Regions from separate parts of the Sus scrofa genome. Here region 2 is linked to region 1. A link is a contact called in public Hi-C data. All regions are on one chromosome and are shown on one strand. The core of a region is the stretch at or near the end of the contact, and the rest is flanking DNA. Distances in the headings are between cores, read along the strand shown.

Region 1 (4,629 bases), core at 1,358-3,857:
AAATGAAATACATAAAGATACACCAAAATAGCTAGAGACATTACATGGATCATTACATAGCCACTGAAAATAATGTCTACAAAGGACTGTTCTGAACATTCAATAGAAATTTAACAGATAGAAAAAAATAGCCAAAAGTTTAGTGATTATCTAAGAGTGATTTTACCTGCTTTATTTTGATTTTTAGTGGTTTCCAGACTATCTAATGTAATCAATTATTTTTCTGCATAAAAAACAACCAATTACAAACAGAAAACATAAAAAAAGAGTAAACAGCTAGAGGGGACATAAGTGAGACTGACTTCCAGGAGCAGGGCACTGTGGGGGGCTCTGTACCATGTAGCCCACTGTGCCCAGGCTTCAGAGGCCCCCAGTCTCTGTGGCCTGGGGCCAGGCTGTACTGTGGCCAAAGGAAATCAGAGACCAAGCTATGCTTTGGGGTCTTTTTACCTTGGTGCCTGTGGGCAGAAGGGTAGCACAGTGAGCCCAGCACCTTCTAGGACCCTGTCCTTTGCTATCAAAGGCCCTGGGACACCCTCAGTTCCCTCCGTGTAGGCAGCCATTGTCTGAGATGAGCCTTGCTGTCTCTCGCACGAGGGGAAGACACAGTGACCTCCTGAGGACCTCCACACTCACCCTCTCTGATCGACCGCCCCCCACCTCTGTGTCCCTCACACAAGTCTAAACTTAACACAGTCCTAGCCTCATCCCTCATCAGTCTCTACAGGCTATTTTTCAATCAAAGGTCCCCTGAGTCACTGCCAGCCCTGTCTGCTACACACTTTCCAGCCCATCGGTTCCAAGAGCTAGCTCAACAAGGTGGCACCATGGATAGCCCCTCCTCTTCACCCAGTGTCCCCCACACACCCCAAGACAGCTGACTATTCCTCTCCTGTGCCCCTCTTTGCCCTACATGCTTCTCTACCCTCTAACCAGCAGTTATCACATCCTGGGCACGTGGCCATATGTCTGTCCTGCATGCCCTGCCCCCCACAAGCTCCTAGAGACCCAGTGTTGGCACATACTACTCAGCACTCTAGGAGGGGTTGGGCACATACTTGCTCGGAGCTGGATAAAGGAATTCAGAGAGGCACTTGGGAGAGAGCTTTATGGGTAGCCTGGGCTTCTCTGGGCCTTTTAGTGCTTGGGAAGTCAACACAGGAAGCAAAGAAGCTGTGCCCAGGAGGTGCAAAGAGGGTAGGAATGTGGCTGGGTCAGGGCAGTCAACTCCTAAGCACCTTCTGTTGTCATTGTGGCAAAGCAACTGTGTGATGCCCAGTCATATTGTATTGAGTCTCCTTATATCGAAAACGTCCTTGGAGTTCCCGTCGTGGCTCAGCGGTTAACAAACCCGACTGGCATCCATGAGGACTCGGGTTTGACCCCTGGCCTTGTTCAGTGGGTTAAGGAGCCGATGTTGCCATGAGCTGTGGTGTAGGTTGCAGACGCGGCTTAGATCCCATGTTGCTGTGGCTCCGGCAGCTACAGTTCCAGTTGGACCCCTAGCCTGGGAACCTCCATATGCCATGGGTCGAGCCCTTAAAAAAAAAAGAAAAAAGGTCTTCCAGGGGTCTGAGGAGACCAAGTGCCCAATCAGAGCAGGTAACAGGACCACTGTGAGGTGGGAGCAGGCCAGGGAGATTGGAAATTCCAGGAAATCACTCCTGGTGGTGTTTTTTCATACCTTGAGTACGTGCCACTCAGAAGAGAACGTTGGTTTTCTCTGTAAAATAGGAAACTCGGAGTAGAGTTCTAGAATGTAGAAGAGGAAGGAAGTTTCCAGACTATCTGGTCCAACCCTTTCAAGGCAAGCAAGCCTGAAAGTCTACTCTGCCCATGAGGTTTCCTAGCCCTAGCCCACCTCACCTGCTCACTCATGCATCAGTATGACCTGATGGGACATACTGGGACAGGAGCTTTGTTTTTCACCCATAGCTTATGGGGCCCCTCCACACACATCCCCCTGCCTGAACCCCTGGAGAGAGACAGGATGGGCATTCCAAGTGGCCTGCTTCCAGAGAAGAGGTCCGCCCTATGTGGCTACCTGGTCCCTCCTTCCCATACAGCCCATCGGGAATCAGAGAGCATGATCATGAAGCTCTCCTCAGAGTAACAAACCACAGGGAAAGTCAAGCCCAGGACAGCCCTGCCAGGGTCTTGGAGGGCAGCACTTCTGACCAGCACTTCTGATCACAGAGGCCCTTCTGTTTGAACACTCAGAGTACAGAAACACAGAGCTCTTCCAGGAAACATACACATACACCTAGTAACCTTCTGTGTACTTTAGGCTCTGTGCTTGGACATTCACCCCATGTCCCCAACATAAGTAACAACGCCTTGTTGGTTGCCACCACTGGCCAGACCCCAGAGGCCTGTGAAAATGAGGTGAGAGGCAACCATCTCAAACAGTGCAGACAGCAACTCCAGAGGCTCATCTGGCCACTTTCTTCAAGGTCCATTAAAATGTCAAAAACTTCTGACCCCATAATCCTGCTCAAGGGAATTATTCCATAGAAACAATAACAAAACAGGGACAGGAAAAACACAATGTTCTACATACAAATGTTTCAGGCAGCATAATAATTTTTTTTTTTTTTTGGTCTTTTTAGAGCCAAACCTTCGGGATGTGGAGGTTACCAGGATAGGGGTCAAATGGAGCTGTACCTGCTGGCCTACACCACGGCCATAGCAACATGGGATCTGAGCCACATCTGCAACCTGCACCCCAGCTCAGAGCAAGGCTGGATCCTTAACCCCTGAGCAAGACCAGGGATTGAACCTGCATCCTCATGGATGCTAGTCAGATTCGTTTCTGCTGAGCCATGACAGTAACTCCCAGGCTTCATAATTTTTAATAGCCCCTAGATTCTATTCTGCCAGAGTCCCTCTGAGCAGGCTGCAAGCACCCTTTCAGGGGACTGCCAAGACAAGAGGGGGACAGCTCAGGACAGTGTAATCAGAACACATGGAAATTTCACTGTAGGCAAAGCACAAGGTCAGGATGGAACACAGACACTGGAAATAGATGGGCTACAGAGGGATCCTTTTGTTTGGTGGGTGGTCAACAATTTTAGGATACTTGATGGTTGGTTGGCTTCACAGCAAATGAAACTTCTGAAGAGTCTAGTGGCTTCCCTACTCGTAGGCAAAGGACACTGCCTTCCAGCTGTTCCTCAGAAGGGCAACTCTGGCCTCACTCTGGGGCAGGGTACAGAGGTAGGACAATAAAAGCTCCCTCCCCTTCGATCTGGCCAGCTCCATCTCCACCCTGCCATCCCATCCCAGGAGGAAGGACACAAGAACTCACTACATGATGGCCTGGGCCACATCACATAGACAAAGCCTCCCAAGCGCCCCCTGGCAAACACACTCTCAGAGTTTCAGGAAAAGGCATTGGAGCTCCTGCATCCTCCGGGCCTTGCTGCCCTGCCCCACCCCAAAGCACAGGCAGTATGGAATGGGATAATGCCTCCTTCTCAACAGGAACACTCTCCACTCACTGGTCCTCAGGTCCACCCTTCAACAGAAGGTGGAGGTGGCTACTGGCTGTTTTCGGATGTGGAAAACTGTCCACAGAGTCATGGATGTGCACAAGGTTTTTGAGTGAGGGAAAAGCCAGAGCCAGAAAGTAAACCCAAGTCTCTGTGGCCTTGAGGTGCACCTCTCCCCCGGCTCCACAGGGACCAGCAGTTGCTGAGGAAGACCAAAGGCTGTCAGACAGAGTGACTATAGGTCCTGTCCAGGATTGCAGGTGGCTCAGCCAGGGCTCTGGGCCCTCAGGGTACCTTGAGAGAAAAAAATCACCCTCCCACTCCAGGAGTTTGGCCTACAGCACCATCCTCCAACTCCTCCCTCCCTCAATCTCATTCTCTTAGTTCTTCTAGCTGCCAGGACCTTCCTTCAGCCTCTAAAGTCACAGTGGGTCACAGATGCTAGAGGCAGAAGGGAGTTTTAGAAATTATTCAGGAGTTCCCGTCGTGGCGCAGTGGTTAACGAATCCAACTAGGAACCATGAGGTTGTGGGTTTGGTCCCTGCCCTTGCTCAGTGGGTTAAGGATCTGGTGTTGCCGTGAGCTGTGGTGTAGGTTGCGGACGCGGCTCGGATCCCACGTCGCTGTGGCTCTGGCGTAGGCCGGTGGCTACAGCTCCGATTCGACCCCTAGCCTGGGAACCTCCATATGCCGCAGGAGCGGCCCAAAGAAATAGCAAAAAGACAAAAAAAATTAAAAAAATAAAAATTACTCAGTCATGTCATTATTTTAAAAAACAGGGAAGCCCAGAGTTTCCTAGTGGTGCAGCAGGTTAAGGATCCAGCATTGTCACTGCTATGGCTCTGGCTACTGCTGTGGCATGGGTTCAATCCCTGGCCTGGAAACTTCTGTAGGCCTGGAGTAGGGCAAAAAAACAACAACAAAAAAGAACAAAACAAATGAACAAAACCCCCCAAGGAATCCAGAAGAGACAGAGCTGGCTGGGGTGACCCACGTGGGAGCCCCACCAACAGCTCTGATCAACCCCAAGTTTACCAAGTTGTGTCAGATCCCAGGCCTGCCAAGAACACGGGGTGCCCAGACCCCCAAGGGGTGGTTTAGAAACAGCCAACAGCTGTTCAAGGCAAAGACCAGGGCC
Region 2 (4,629 bases), core at 549-3,048, 67 kb after region 1:
CAACTCCTCCACTGACCCCTGCTGCCTTCTCATCCACTGTCCTAGGCCTGTAAGAACAACATTTGTCTGGACCTGTCCCCTGGCCACGGGCTGGATGGCCGCCTCACGGGCCACAGAGTGGAGACCTGGGATGTGAAGGTGTGTGTGTTCATGCGGGCAGCATGTGTAGGAATCATGAGCTTGGGCCTGTGTGTAAAGGGCGGGCTGGGGAGCAGCACTGTGCCCTGAGGTCCCAGGCTGGAGGGTCTGCTGCAGTGGAGAAGGGCAGGAAATGGCTGGGCATTGCCTTCTAATGATGGCCCCCCATCCCCAGGACGTGGTGAATTGTGTGGGAGGCATGGGCGCCCTGCTTCCCCTGCTGGAGCAAGTGGCTGCACAGCCCCAAGAGGCCGAGGCAGGTCCGGCAGAAACACATGACCTTGTGGGGCCTGAACTGACCTCTGGCCACAACTTCCAGGGCCTGCTTCTCCCACTAGGCAAGTCCTCAGGTAAGTATCCCTGGTGTCAAGTTGAGGGGAGAAGGTCTGCTGGCTGTTGTGAGGGGCTGGAGTGCTTGAGGTCTCTATGGCTACTGGCAGGCAGTTGATACACATCTGTCCCCTTCCTGGTAGCAGTAGAGGAGCGGATGGAGAGGAATGCAGTGGCTGCATTTCTGCTGATGCTGCGGAACTTCCTGCAGGGCCATGCTGTGAACCAGGAGAGCCTGGTGCAGTGCCAGGGGCCTGCCATCATCGGGGCCCTCCTGCGCAAGGTGGGGCCTGCTGGCGCAGCCAGGGTGGGGGCTGCTTGGTCTGACCACGGAACTGGTTGGAGGGACCAAGAAGGGGAACCTGATGCTATCAGTCAGGGAGGGCCTCCTGGGAGAGTTGGCATTTGAGCAGCGCCTTAAAAGGCTGGGCAGGTTTTGGCTGAGAGTGTCTGGGGGAAGCACCAGCACAGGCAGGGACAGGATACCTGCACAGCCGGCTGGGAACTTGTACTTTAGAGACAGCAGGGAGCCACTGAAAGGTCTTGGGCAGGCAGGATTTTGTGTCTGTCTGCCTGTGCAGGGCAGGGTGGAAGCGGGGAGGTCTGGGAGTGGGTGGGCAGGGCCTGACATCTCACCCCAGCTTCTCTCCACCCAGGTCCCCAGCTGGGCCATGGACATGAATGTGCTCATGTCTGCCCAGCTGCTGATGGAGCTGGTGGCAGCGGAGGGCAGTGGGCCCCTTTTATACTTGCTCTACCAGCATTTGCTCTTCAACTTTCACCTTTGGACCTCCAGTGACTTTGCTGTGCGCCTGGGTAGGTGTGGGGATTTGGATGTGGGGACATGGCCGGGCAGGGTGCTGGTGGAGGTTCTGAGAAGTTATAACCCTGCTCTGGGTGAACTGAGGGACTTATCTGCCCTGAAATGCCCAAGGGGAACATGACCCTCCCCAGGTGGGGTCTGGCAGAGTCATGGCCCTGTCCTAGAGGATAGAAAGGACTCAGCTCAGCCTGGTGACCATCAGCCATCTAGCTGATGCCCACCTAGGCCACATCCAGTACGTGTCCAGCATCGTGCGTGAGCATAGACAGAAGCTGCGGAAGAAGTATGGGGTCCAGTTCATCCTTGATGCCCTGCGTACCCACTACAGGTGAGCCTGGTAGAGGCAGATGGGTCCGCGGGAAGACACCGCAGCCTCTGGCCTGGGGACAGGGCTGTTCAAGCCCCCAGCTTACCTGCCCACTTTCCTTGTTCTCCCCTCTATGCTCCTCTGTTCGCTTGGGCCTGGGCACGTGTGCCTGCTGGGACCTGCCCAGCTTGCAGCGGGAGCGCCCCCTAGCGGCGGATGACTTGCGTACGGTGCAGACGTCACTCCTCGGCCTGGTGCGGGAATTCCTGGTGCGGAGCTCTTCCTCTGATGACCTGCAGGTGGTGCTGAACTTCCTGGCTGCTGGGGTTGATGATGGCCAGGTAGGCTGGAGGTTGGTGAGGGTGAGGCTTGGGTGAGGGGTAGTACGTGGACCACTATGTGCAGGCCCAGCTCAGTGTAAGACTTTGTATCCCCAGGTGGTGGGTGTGCTGGATCTGCTGCTGGCACTGCTACAGAGCCTGCCAGCCCAGGAATCTTTGGCCATCTTCCTGCTGGAGCCAGGGAACCTTGAGGTGCTGTTGGCACTGCTGGTGCGGCCAAGGTCCACACCCTCGCTGCCTGACCGGGTCTGCAAGGTATGCCCAGTTGACTCCCAACCCTGGCATCCCATTCACTGGGACCCTTGCCTGAGTCCAGGGAGGTGCAGTAGGCCTCAGACTGGCAGATGAAGCTGCCTTTGCAGGCTACTCTCAGAGCCACACATCTGCTTGGTGACTTACCCTTCTACAGTAACTCCTTCCCCACGATGACACCCCCACACAGATCCTGCGCAGACTGCAGCAGAATGAGCGCTTACCTGAGCGCAGCCGCCAGCGGCTCCGGCTGCGAGAGTGTGGTCTTCAGGGTCTCATTGCCTGCCTGCCGGAGGGGGCCGTTTCCCCCCAGCTCTGCCAGGGCCTCTACAAGCTGTTCCTGGGGGCAGGTACTACCTGGTTGGGGCCAAGTAGAGGGGCGACATAGATCTAGGAAATGGCAGGTGGGAGTACGGAAGGTGTTGGTTCAGGGGCCAAGACTGAGCCAACAGGGGATCACAGTTCCCCTCTGTGGTCAGCCACTCAGGCCCTTTCTGGCCATCTTCCCAGATTGCCTGAACCTCTCAGATCTCTTGGCTGTGGTGCAGCTGTCCCTCCAGGCTGACCTCAGCGTCCGCCTGGATGTTTGTCGTCAGGTGAGTGGGAGGTGAAAGCTTTGTCGGGGGGTGGTGTCTACCCTGAGGACTTCACTTTGCCTGTGACCAGGGATCTCTGGAGGCCTCTCCTTCAAAGGCCCCAGGAGGAGGGAGTGGGGCAGGCTATCGGATGAGTCCCTCACTTGCTATGCCCTGGCCCGGCAGCTTTTTCACCTCATCTATGGACAGCCAGACATAGTGCGGTTGCTGGCCCGACAGGCTGGCTGGCAGGATGTGCTGACCCGGCTGTTTGTCGTGGAAGCTGTCACAGCCGGGAGTCCCCTGCCCTTTTCCCCCGAGCCACCCACCTCCCCGGAGCCAGCCTTACACAAGCCACCCACTGAGTCACCTGAATCTTCGGACGTCTTCCTACCCTCAGAGGCTCCCTCCCCCGACCCGGACAGCTTTTACCATGCTCTCTCCCCATTCTGCACACCCCTTGAGCTGGGCCTGGAACGGTCCAGTGTGAGCTCAGGTAACACTGCTGGCGGTGGCAGCGGCAGCGGAACCCTCACTCCAGCCAGCCAGCCTGGCACACCTTCCCCACTGGATGGGCCCCGGCCCTTTCCTCCTTCCCGTGGCCGCCACAGCTCCAGTCTCTCCAATGTGCTGGAGGATGGCAGCCTGCCAGAGCCCACCATCAGTGGAGATGACACGTCTAATACCAGTAACCCTCAGGTGAGGCAAGCCCACCCTCTACCATTGCATGGCACCAAGGGAGGGCACCTCTGGGACGTGAGGCAGGCAGTGTATCATTTCCAAAGGTGTGGTCCTGTTTGACCTCAGGGCTACAGCTGCCATTTGGGCCCGGTGCTGCCCCCTCATGGATTTCCTCTACAGAATGTTCCTGAGGTGTGTGGGGTGTTTCAGAGCAGAGCAAGTCATGCCAAGACAGAGTTGGGGGCACTAGCCAGTCTTCAAAAGGCCCTTAAGAAAGCCTGGGGGGGTCCCCTGGTGGCCTAGTAGTTAAGGATTCAGTATTGTCATCGCTGTGGCGTGAGTTGTATCCTTGGCCTGGGGAACTTCACATGCTGCAGGTGTGACCCAAAAAAAAACAAAAAAACAAAAAAAAAAAAAACAAAAAAAACTTACTTTGGAGTTCCTATTGTGGCTTAACGGGTTAAAAACCCAACATAGGATCCATGAGGACACAGATTCAATCTCTGGCCTAGCTCAGTGGGTTAAGGATCGGCATTGCCGTGAGGTGCAGCTTGGATCCCACAGCTGTAGGCCGGCAGCTGTAGCTCTGATTTGATCTCTAGTCCAGGAACTTCCATATGCCACAGTGTGGCCTCTAAAAGGGGTTGGGGGCGGGGAGCCTGTGGAGCAAGGACCTCACAGACCTGCAGATAGCAATGCTCTAAGGGTCTTGGCTTGTGCTTCTGGATCTGGGGGCAGGCCTCTTGCTTATTCTATGGCATTCTTCCAGAGAATTCCAGGCCATTCCTTGAGGCCTGTGAGGACTATGGGGGTAACCAGGTGAAGTGCTTTGTCTCCTCTTTGGAGCCCTGGAACTACAGGGTCCTCCCTGGAACTCAGCCCACACCATTTTTCAGGGCCTCAGTGCTAGGCTGGCTTGGCTATTGGCCAAAGGCTCTGCTTCCTGCTGTCCCTACTAGTGGGTGGGCAGAGGTGCTGAACAGGGATGGTGGTGGGGCAGTGACTCCCCCCCTCCCCAGCCCACACCCACTCTGTCTGCAGCAAACCTGTGAAGAGGAGCTTTGCAACCTGCTCACCAACGTGCTATTCTCGGTGACATGGCGGGGCGTGGATGGCAGCGATGAGGCTGCCTGGCGGGAGCGTGGCCAGGTCTTCTCTGTGCTCACCCAGCTGGGGGCCTCA

What was found. A called contact is a pair of places that touch in the nucleus more often than the background predicts.
Region 2: a contact with region 1 is called in a Hi-C map of retroperitoneal adipose tissue, with 1.6 times the contacts expected there. The contact joins two enhancer-like sites. A contact is called at or near these places in 2 of 5 promoter capture datasets (fetal liver and liver), 27 of 47 Hi-C or Micro-C datasets (adipose tissue, alveolar macrophages, blood and 15 more) and 2 of 2 datasets of contacts at active chromatin or transcription factors (alveolar macrophages and skeletal muscle).

What each region holds. Positions count from the first base shown.
Region 1 is chr13:29,797,379-29,802,007 of Sscrofa11.1, forward strand. All of the region lies in intron 4 of CCDC12 (coiled-coil domain-containing protein 12), which reads right to left. Among named protein-coding and RNA genes, the nearest start is that of CCDC12, 47 kb to the right of the region's middle. Within about 2 kb of position 2,608, at least 8 of the 83 cell types and tissues checked have an H3K27ac peak or open chromatin away from gene starts, as enhancers often do. A contact at or near this core is called in retroperitoneal adipose tissue, where this site is marked.
Region 2 is chr13:29,864,948-29,869,576 of Sscrofa11.1, forward strand. NBEAL2 (neurobeachin-like protein 2) reads left to right here. Exons shown (of 55, transcript XM_021068700.1): 19 at 46-138; 20 at 314-488; 21 at 612-751; 22 at 1,125-1,284; 23 at 1,517-1,619; 24 at 1,786-1,939; 25 at 2,036-2,194; 26 at 2,382-2,541; 27 at 2,702-2,787; 28 at 2,953-3,465; 29 at 4,489-4,629. Among named protein-coding and RNA genes, the nearest start is that of NBEAL2, 20 kb to the left of the region's middle. Within about 2 kb of position 1,799, at least 8 of the 83 cell types and tissues checked have an H3K27ac peak or open chromatin away from gene starts, as enhancers often do. A contact at or near this core is called in retroperitoneal adipose tissue, where this site is marked.